Regions from separate parts of the Mus musculus genome. Here all the other regions are linked to region 3. The links are chromatin contacts, called in public HiChIP or PLAC-seq maps. All regions are on one chromosome and are shown on one strand. The core of a region is the stretch at or near the end of the contact, and the rest is flanking DNA. Distances in the headings are between cores, read along the strand shown.

Region 1 (2,700 bases), core at 23-2,522, 280 kb before region 3:
TAGGTAACTCTGGTTGTTTTTCTCACTGGAGGGGATGGCACTGGCTGAGAGGATCTGTGTGACACAGAGGAGTCACCCACACTCTGGAGCGCATCATTAGAGGAACGAGGTAGTTTGCTTTGGAGGGATTGGCTTGTTGGCAAAGGCAGGGCCATTCTGAACTCCCTTCAATTTCCACCCGCCTTCCTTTCAAATGTCATTCGAGCTTAAGATTCCCCTAAACTTGGGGATCAGAAACCTAAGGACAGGCGGATCTGTAACATTAGTGCCCTTCTGCTCCTTGAGATGAGGGATTTTATTTATTTATTTATTTATTTATTAAGACTTACAATCATGTTCATGTTAGGATATTTAAAAATGCAACTTGGCCTTGACGATGGACCAAGCTGGGCTTTTGCAGGGAGGCTCTGATGGATTCCGTAGTGGCACACCTTTTGAATCACTGAAGCGTGCTGGCGGAATTTTAAAAATAATTGTCCTTTTTACTGATGTAACACATGTCATCAAAATTAAAAAATAAACACACTTTACTACTTCCCAGTACGTTCCTCCTCCTTTCCAAGGCCAGATGGGGATTGCTTGGCTATTTCTGGCGTATTTCACGTATTTAATAACGCCCTTGGAGGTTCTTCCAGATAAGATGAAAATATGGGATTGAACTCTGTCTATAGACACCACTCTAGGAAAGCTTGTGTGTGAGTGAGTGTGTGTGTGTGTGTGTGTGTGTGTGTGTGTGTGTGTGTGTGTGTGTTACTCAAGTAGGGAGCATATTGTTTTAGAAGCAGCTGGGACTTCAGGTCAAAAGGTTTGTACTTTTTATATTGAGCAACAAAGGAAATTGTTTCTCCACCTCCCCACCCCCACACTCCGCTCCTTTTGGGGAGTGGGGGAGGTGAGAGTCCAGCCAAGAGCAGTTCCCTCAACAGTTCAGCACTGGCTACCTCGCGGAGCTGCCGCGAATGCAAGAAAATAATTAAAGCTTTAATTTATTTATACATCTTCTCCACAGATATTATAGATCCAGCAACTGCCACTTTCTAATTGATGCGCGCAGCCCGGGCCTGAGCGGGTGGCAGCTCCGAGGGCCGAGAGCCGGATCCGTGAGGCCGCCGCCCGGAGGGGCCTGAGACCCCCCGAGGCGAGGGACCCCGGGCCGGGCTGTCACCCCCGCGGTGGGAACAATGGGGCTGGCGGCCGCCGCACCTGGGTGATGGGCACCTCGGAGCCGCTGCGGGACTGAGGACCTGACAGGCGCGCGCTGCCTCCTTAATAGACTGCGAGCGAGTGCTCCGGGAGAAGTCGGCGGCGGTCCCCGAGGAGCTATCATCAGGCGAGTGGTCCCCGGAGCAGGATTTATTAGCAGACAGGATGGGGAAGTTGATTAGCCTCAGCGGCTGAACGGACATCCTGTCAGCCGGGTCTCTTAATCCAATCACTTACCTGTCGGGCCGGTGGCCGCCCGCCCCCCACAGCCGCCTCCAGCCCTCTGCAGCGCTCAGCGGGACGCGAGCACCGGCCTGCAGCCGCTGGCTGCTGGGACCAGGGGACCCAGGCCAAGTCTTCGACGGTCCCGTGCTGGGCTCGCTCGCTGCCGATGCAGCCTCCAAGTTCTTCTGTCCCAAGACCCTCTCATGAACAGAAACTCAGCCTTGGTGGCCCCCTATTCCTGTCTCATTTGACCCAGCTCCATCCTGTGTTGAGCTCTCTTTAACACATCTGTTCCATGCAAATACCTTCCTTTATCCCGAACTTCTGTTACAGGGTCAATCTAGAATGGCTGTTCCACTTTAAAAAAAATAATTTTACAATATTTTCTATCACAGTCTCTTCAAGATCCCTTCCTCCATCCAACATCCAATTTTATGTTTTCTCTTTCTTAAAAAAAAAAAAAAACTAAACAAAACCAACCAACAAAAAAGTGTGTGCTCCCCCTCCCACACAACAAATAAAAGACGGTGGAGTCTGGTTTGTATTGAGCGAAAGACCTGCACATGCTCCTTTTAAAAATCCTGTTTTCTGCTTGGAGAGCTGGCTCACAAGCTCTTGGTGACATCTTCCCTCCGTCGAAGGCCTTGAGTTCAGGTAGAGTATGTCTCCACCCTCCCTCCTTTACTTCCAAGCTCTGTACCCTTGGCCAGGTGTCCCCATCTGGGACTTCAGCCTCTGTACTAACATGTTCCTTATATCCAGAGGACACAGAGGGTGGGGGAGCTACAGGATGCCTGGTCCTCCCCTATACAGGCTGCTTTGTATGGTCTTACTCTTTTCAGTGGACTAAGTTCACTTAGTGAAGTGGAGTAAGAGCCAAGTTTTCATCTTTTCTTCCTTCCATGCCCCTACCCTAGTACTAAGTGCAAGCCTGAGCAGACAAAATGCTTTAGTGTTAGCTGAATGAAGGAAGCATCCACAGACCATGCTGTGTAGTGACTGGAAAACTCTCTCTGAGTGACCCACAAGGCCCCATCTCTGGCTGATGTGAGTACTGAGGAAGCAGAAGAGTGAGGGCAGGCATTGAGATGTGTGTTCTCTTCAGCTCTTGTCAAGAGTTTAGGAATTCAGACCCTATCGATTTACTGGGTCTTCAAAGCCATCAATCATCATTAAGAAACAGGACCTGAGCCCCAGGATGGGGTGCCTAGCACTAGGTAATGGAAGATTTCACACACACACACACACACACACACACACACACAGAGAGAG
Region 2 (2,700 bases), core at 146-2,645, 400 kb before region 3:
TATAATGACCAAGCTCATGACTAGGTATAATAGGGATGCTATGATGAAAAATACTTCTATTGGCATACTGGGTGTTTATGGCGCATTGAATTTTTCTTTCTTTCTTTTTTCTTTTTCTTTTTTTCCAAAAATCATTTCTGTATTTGTTTGCAGGGAGGGGTAAATGAGGAAGTCAGATTTCTGGGGATTGAATTTAGGTTTTCAGGGCTGGTGGCAAGTATCTTTACCCATGAGCCACATTGCTAGCATCTTGATGGGTAGTTAATTTAGTTCCTAAGGTTTTATAACTTATAGCAACAGATTTTAGTAAGAATTATGAGATGCACAGGGAAAAGTGGCACAATGTTAGAGCTCTTGCTTAGAATAGCCAAGGCCAGGGAGAGCCCTCCCATGAACCAGAAGGGGGAAAAAGATCAGGGGAAAGAGGGGTCAATGGGTAATGGCAATTGGTACCAAGTTGACAGCTTGACTTGATTAGTTAGACCCATTAGGTGGCAAGAGAGAACCAACTCTTGAAAGTTGTCCTCTAACTGCCACAGGTGTGAAGTGACACGTGCCCCCCTTCCCACAAGCACGCACTCGAATAAATGAATGTAATGAAAAATTAAGAACATAAAAAACTTAATTATATGAAAACTTTTTTTTTTTGTTTTGTTTTTGTTTTTCGAGACAGGGTTTCTCTGTGTAGTCCTGGCTGTCCTGGAACTCACTCTGTAGACTAGGCTGGCCTCGAACTCAGAAATCTGCCTGCCTCTGCCTCCAAAGTGCTGGGATTAAAATATGAAAACTTAGCAAGTCAATGTCTTCTGGAAAAAATTTCCTTGTCCCTATGAGATATGCACACTGCAGTTAGTAAAGGCAAACTATTAAAAAAAAAAAAGGAAGTGAAGATGAGAGAGGGTTTTGGGTGGTGTGGGGAGCAAGAAGGGAGAATAAAGTGGATATGATCAACATACATTGTATACGTGTATGAAAGTGTCGAAGAATAATGGTATTTTTAAAAAAATAAAAATATTCTTAAAAAAAAAGAAAGAAGGAGGCAAGGCCTTAAGTCTTCAGTCAGTATCTTTTTTTTTTTTTTAAATTAGGTATTTTCTTCATTTACATTTCCAATGCTATCCCAAAAGTCCCCATACCCTCCCCCCCCCACAACTCCCCTACCCTCCCACTCGCACTTCTTGGCCCTGGCGTTCCCATGTACTGAGGCTTAAGTCAGTATCTTAAAGTCTTCACCATCACCGATCCTGAGCATTTGACATCCTACACATTTAGTATCCCATCAAAAGTTTGAGCCTATCTCGCCCCGCCCCACCATCGCTCCGCCCAGTTTTCTCCCGGCCCCGCCCCACCTCCCTGGGACTGGGCTCCCTTGGGCCCCGCCTCTTCCGGCCCGCGAGGTTTGATTCCTTTGGCGGGCGGAAGCTGCTGGAACTTGAATCCTGCAGAAATTCCCACCGACTTGTTCCGGCTTTGCTAGACTCTGCAGCCGGCTGCTTCACCTTCTGTCCTGTTCGGTCCTGTTCGGTCCTTGCTGGGCCCGCTGCCCTTCAGGTCAGTTCTTCCGTCCTCGGGCCGCACTCTGGGCCTCGTGGGGCGTGGCCGGGAGACGGAGTTTCCCTGGGGTTCCACCCATCAGCACTGTTCTCTGTGAGAACGTCTAGGTTTTTCGACCCTGGCTTTCACAGATGGTGGATGGTAGTTTTTTTTTTTTTTTTTTTTTTTTTTTGTCTCGGGTTCTGAGATGTATCTTGCGTCTTGAACTCACTGGTCTCGAACTCACTTTGTAGCCAAAGTGGTCCTTGAATTCTGGATCCTCCTGCCTTACCTTCCTGAGCGCAGGAGATACAGGCGTGAGCGCTCCCCACTCCCCATTCCCCGCTCAGCGGGTAATTGATAAAGTTTGACAGAGCATTTGACGCCCCGGAGGCTCCCATAATGGGAATTTCCAGTTCTGTTTCAGTGCTTTTGACTGTCTGCAAAAGCGATTCAGAGATGGGCTTTGAGGCACTTACACTTTTCAACTCAGTTTTCTGGGGTATTCCAGTTAAAAGAGAAATGTGTGTAACCCCTTTGTAGAGCCCAAATCCTTCCTCACCTTGCACCTCTAAAGCAAGTGGCCCGAGACTCGTATTGTAAGGACGCCCAGAGGCTATAGCAGTAAATGGAGGAGCCAGGTGGCTCCTGCCAAGAAGGGTGTGGAGGGGAGCAGTTCCCTGCTTCTCATCCCAAGGCAGGAGCTCACACTAAGGTGAGGTAGTGAGTGTTCTAGTCTCACCTTAGGTAGATTTCTGTGGTTAATGGAGGAGGAGGAAGAGAGGGTTTCAGAGGGGTCTGAAACGTTGGCTAGAGAATTTAGTCCCAACTTTTGTTCATGTTTTGGCTTCTGTTTCTTCTTAAACACCTTCGTGGAAACAGTGGCTCTGTCCCTTTTATCTATTATGAACCAACTAGATGGACAGGTTAGTCCCTAAATGCTTTTGGGAATGAATGCCTCTATTGCTGCTCTCAGAAATCTCCGCAAAGGAGCAGAAGGGTGCCGCCACTCAACTGTATTCTAAGGCCAGGTTGTAAGCCATTCTGCACTCTCATCTGAAATGACCAGATCAGTGTCAATGAGCACGAGAGGCAAGTTAATGTGTTTTGTAGTAAGTGATAGCATGGCTCAAATAACACCATACTGGTAGCAAAATACCCTCAGTT
Region 3 (2,700 bases), core at 175-2,674:
TGTCACCTTGCAGAACCTATTTTCTCTGCCCCCATCACCAGCAAATAAGGACCCAGAGACAGATTACATTGTGCAAGCAAACAGCTTTAGGCATAAGAGCTAACTAAGGTCTTTCCAAAGACGCCAAGGGCTTCCCCTAGCTCTGGAAGCTAGGCTTGCCCAGCCCCCACTGTGCTGCCAGGGAGATTGAGAATGGGAGGAGGGAGGATTTCCCGAGGAGGGGGCAGATTGAAGGGCCGGCAGGAAGGCTGAGACATTAGCAGTTGGTTAACCTGCACCTGGAAGGAGCTGCCTCTCCACACGAATGCACACCGCAAGACCACCAAATCTGATGCTGTCTCCCCACGGGCTTGGGCACGACCTCTGGGCAGCAGAACTCTGGACAGAGAGAGGCAGTGCAGGCCTTTGGATTTCTGCCAGAAGCACGGGAGCCAGCCCTACCCATCTTGCCTCCCAGTTGTTTCTTGCCCACCTCAGAGTGTTGCCCCCAACTCGTTTGTTTTCAGGTTCGTTCTGAGTGAGAGCAGAGAGGCTCTAGAGCCAGTCTGCGCATGAAAATGCTGCGGGAAACGCTGGAGCCATGGTGGACTGGAAACCGCTTAAACCCAGTCTCCTAAAGGGGAGGAATCGTTGGGGCTGGGACCAGAGCAAGCAGCTTCTCTGCGCGAATCTTGTCGCTGCTCGCTCGGGAGATTTACCTCCGACTGGGATATTGACACAAAGAGAAGCTGACCTGCTTGAAGCCCGCTTTGGCTGCCTAAGCAAACCTTCCCCTGCTACCAGGCCACTCAGTTCTTGGTGGAAGACACGAAGATTATTGCTTCACCTTGCCTTCTCTCTAGCCGGGTCTCTATGCCTTTGTTAAATAGGGGACCCACGGCTAGAGTAGCGGGATCCCGGCTGGTTGAGGTTTAAAAAGCTTGCAGCCGGCTGCTAGCCACGGAGTTACTCTGAGATCTGCAACCCACAGAGACTCGAGCTGGGCACCCGAGTGCAGTCTGCCAAAGCCTGGCGCCTTCCCCTGGCCGAGTCTACAGCCAACAGAAAGGAAACGCGATTCGTTCCACTTGGAATTTCCTTGAAATCTCCGAATCTAATCCAGCGTTAACTCACCGTGAGAAGAGCGCTTGTCTCATAGGAGGCTGTGTTAATGGGTGAACTGGCAGGATCCCTGTGGGTCAGGCAGCAGGGCCCTACCGGTGTCCGAAATGACCCTGCCGGTCTCTTACACTGCACAGGCTTTCAGAAGGCAGGGATGCCTGCATGTGACTAATTAGCTTGCTTCCTTCCTTTCTTTCTTTCTTTCTTTCTTTCTTTCTTTCTTTCTTTCTTTTTCTTTCTAGTAGAGAAGCCATCTCAAGGTAGACATCCTACAGAGAAGGACCCAATGATGTCTTTAAAGGTCTCTGTATGTACTGGCCGACACCTAAACTGAAGTGTAGCTTAGGGACCCTGACTTCGTTGATTCTTTAAATCCCCTCTCCTCGATCCAGGGCGCATTTGGAATCCTGGACCTGGTGCCCCTTCTTAACTTTCACTTCTTTCTTCACATATTCAGGGACTGGTCGGGGCTCTACTTTTCCTTTTAAGCATCAGTCTTGCCTAGTCCCATGGCTGAAAAAGGCGCCAACAGAGTTGGGATGTTGAGCGCTGGCTGAGACTCTCACTGACCTCTATTCAAACTTCCTGCCCTCCAACTGACCCAGTCCCGAGCTGTCTATGCGTATGAACCAGGGTTCTGAGAACTAGCGGCTAGAGCTCGGGAAAGGCTACAGCTCGCTGCCTACTCTACCTCGTTGCTGGAGGCGGGATTCACCCACCAGGCGCTTCGGCCTCGGCGGCGTCCGCTACCTGAAAACATTGCACTTTGCGAAGTTGTCTACGCAGCTACAGAGGTCCCGAGTCCTTCAGGACTTAGTATCTTACCCCGCACTCCGGCACCCCCAACCCGATCCCGGCCGGAGAGTGAGAGAAGCGAGCTCGCCGCCTACTTACTATGCATGGATGCAAACGGGTCGTGCTTACAGTGTATTTCCATCGGGGCGCTCCAGACTGTAGGCCGGCCCACGCCGCTGCCTCTCGGCGCCAAAGGACTGCCCAGGGCGCCTAGGGAACCGCGCCACCAGGCCGGGCACAGTGTGAGCAGAGATCAGAAAACACCTCTGCAGCCGTGGGGTCCCTCTCGGAGCCGCCTGCGGAAGATCGCGGAGAGCTGAGCCGAGAGGCGGGAAACGGTGCTCTCAGCCAGTCGGTCTGGGAGCGGGCGCCCAACTCCCGCTAGCTTCGCTCCTCGGCGGGCTCAAGCGGCGGCTCCCGGCCCGCACCAGAGAAGCTGCGGCCCAAGCGCTAGCGGCGTCGAGGGCATAGCGCAGGGGCCCACCTCCAGGACGGCTAGGGGAGCCCGGCGCGGGACCAGCAGCCTGCAGGAGGCCGCGAGCGCAGGGCCCTCCGTCTCAGTCCGGGGCAGCGAGGCCGCGGACTGCCAGGCTGCTTCGGTCTTGCTGCCTCGAGGGTCTGCCCACCCTTCGGCCTCCGCCAGGTCCTTCTTGTTTCCCGCTTCTCCGTGTCTCTGGAGCCGGACCTCCCCTTCCACCTCTCTTCTGTCGGCTCTCTGACGTCTCCGACGAAGTTACAGAGAACTCCCTCTCCTGTCGCGCAGGGGCCGCGGCGGAGTCTGAAATGCTGCAGCTGCTGAAGCTG

The links. HiChIP or PLAC-seq counts read pairs in DNA pulled down with a chosen protein or histone mark.
Region 1: a contact with region 3 is called in an H3K4me3 HiChIP or PLAC-seq map of neural tube, with 3 times the contacts expected there. The contact joins the enhancer-like site here to the promoter of 5730488B01Rik in region 3. A contact is called at or near these places in 2 of 39 promoter capture datasets (cranial neural crest and hippocampal neurons), 6 of 115 datasets of contacts at active chromatin or transcription factors (embryonic forebrain, embryonic hindbrain, embryonic midbrain and 3 more) and 1 of 9 other capture datasets (embryonic stem cells).
Region 2: an H3K4me3 HiChIP or PLAC-seq map of forebrain shows a contact between it and region 3, with 4 times the contacts expected there. The contact joins the promoter of Melk here to the promoter of 5730488B01Rik in region 3. A contact is called at or near these places in 1 of 39 promoter capture datasets (hippocampal neurons), 1 of 484 Hi-C or Micro-C datasets (B cells), 5 of 115 datasets of contacts at active chromatin or transcription factors (embryonic forebrain, embryonic hindbrain, embryonic midbrain and 2 more) and 1 of 9 other capture datasets (embryonic stem cells).

Annotation. Positions count from the first base shown.
Region 1 is chr4:44,424,134-44,426,833 of GRCm38.p6, forward strand. No RefSeq gene overlaps it. Among named protein-coding and RNA genes, the nearest start is that of Gm24376, 13 kb to the left of the region's middle. Within about 2 kb of position 1,273, at least 24 of the 459 cell types and tissues checked have an H3K27ac peak or open chromatin away from gene starts, as enhancers often do.
Region 2 is chr4:44,299,522-44,302,221 of GRCm38.p6, forward strand. It overlaps Melk (maternal embryonic leucine zipper kinase), which reads left to right and starts at 1,396. Exons shown (of 18, transcript NM_010790.2): 1 at 1,396-1,551.
Region 3 is chr4:44,701,376-44,704,075 of GRCm38.p6, forward strand. 5730488B01Rik (RIKEN cDNA 5730488B01 gene) reads left to right here and starts at 1,425. Exons shown (of 1, transcript NR_073462.1): 1 at 1,425-2,700. The region is part of intron 1 of Pax5 (paired box 5); the gene reads right to left.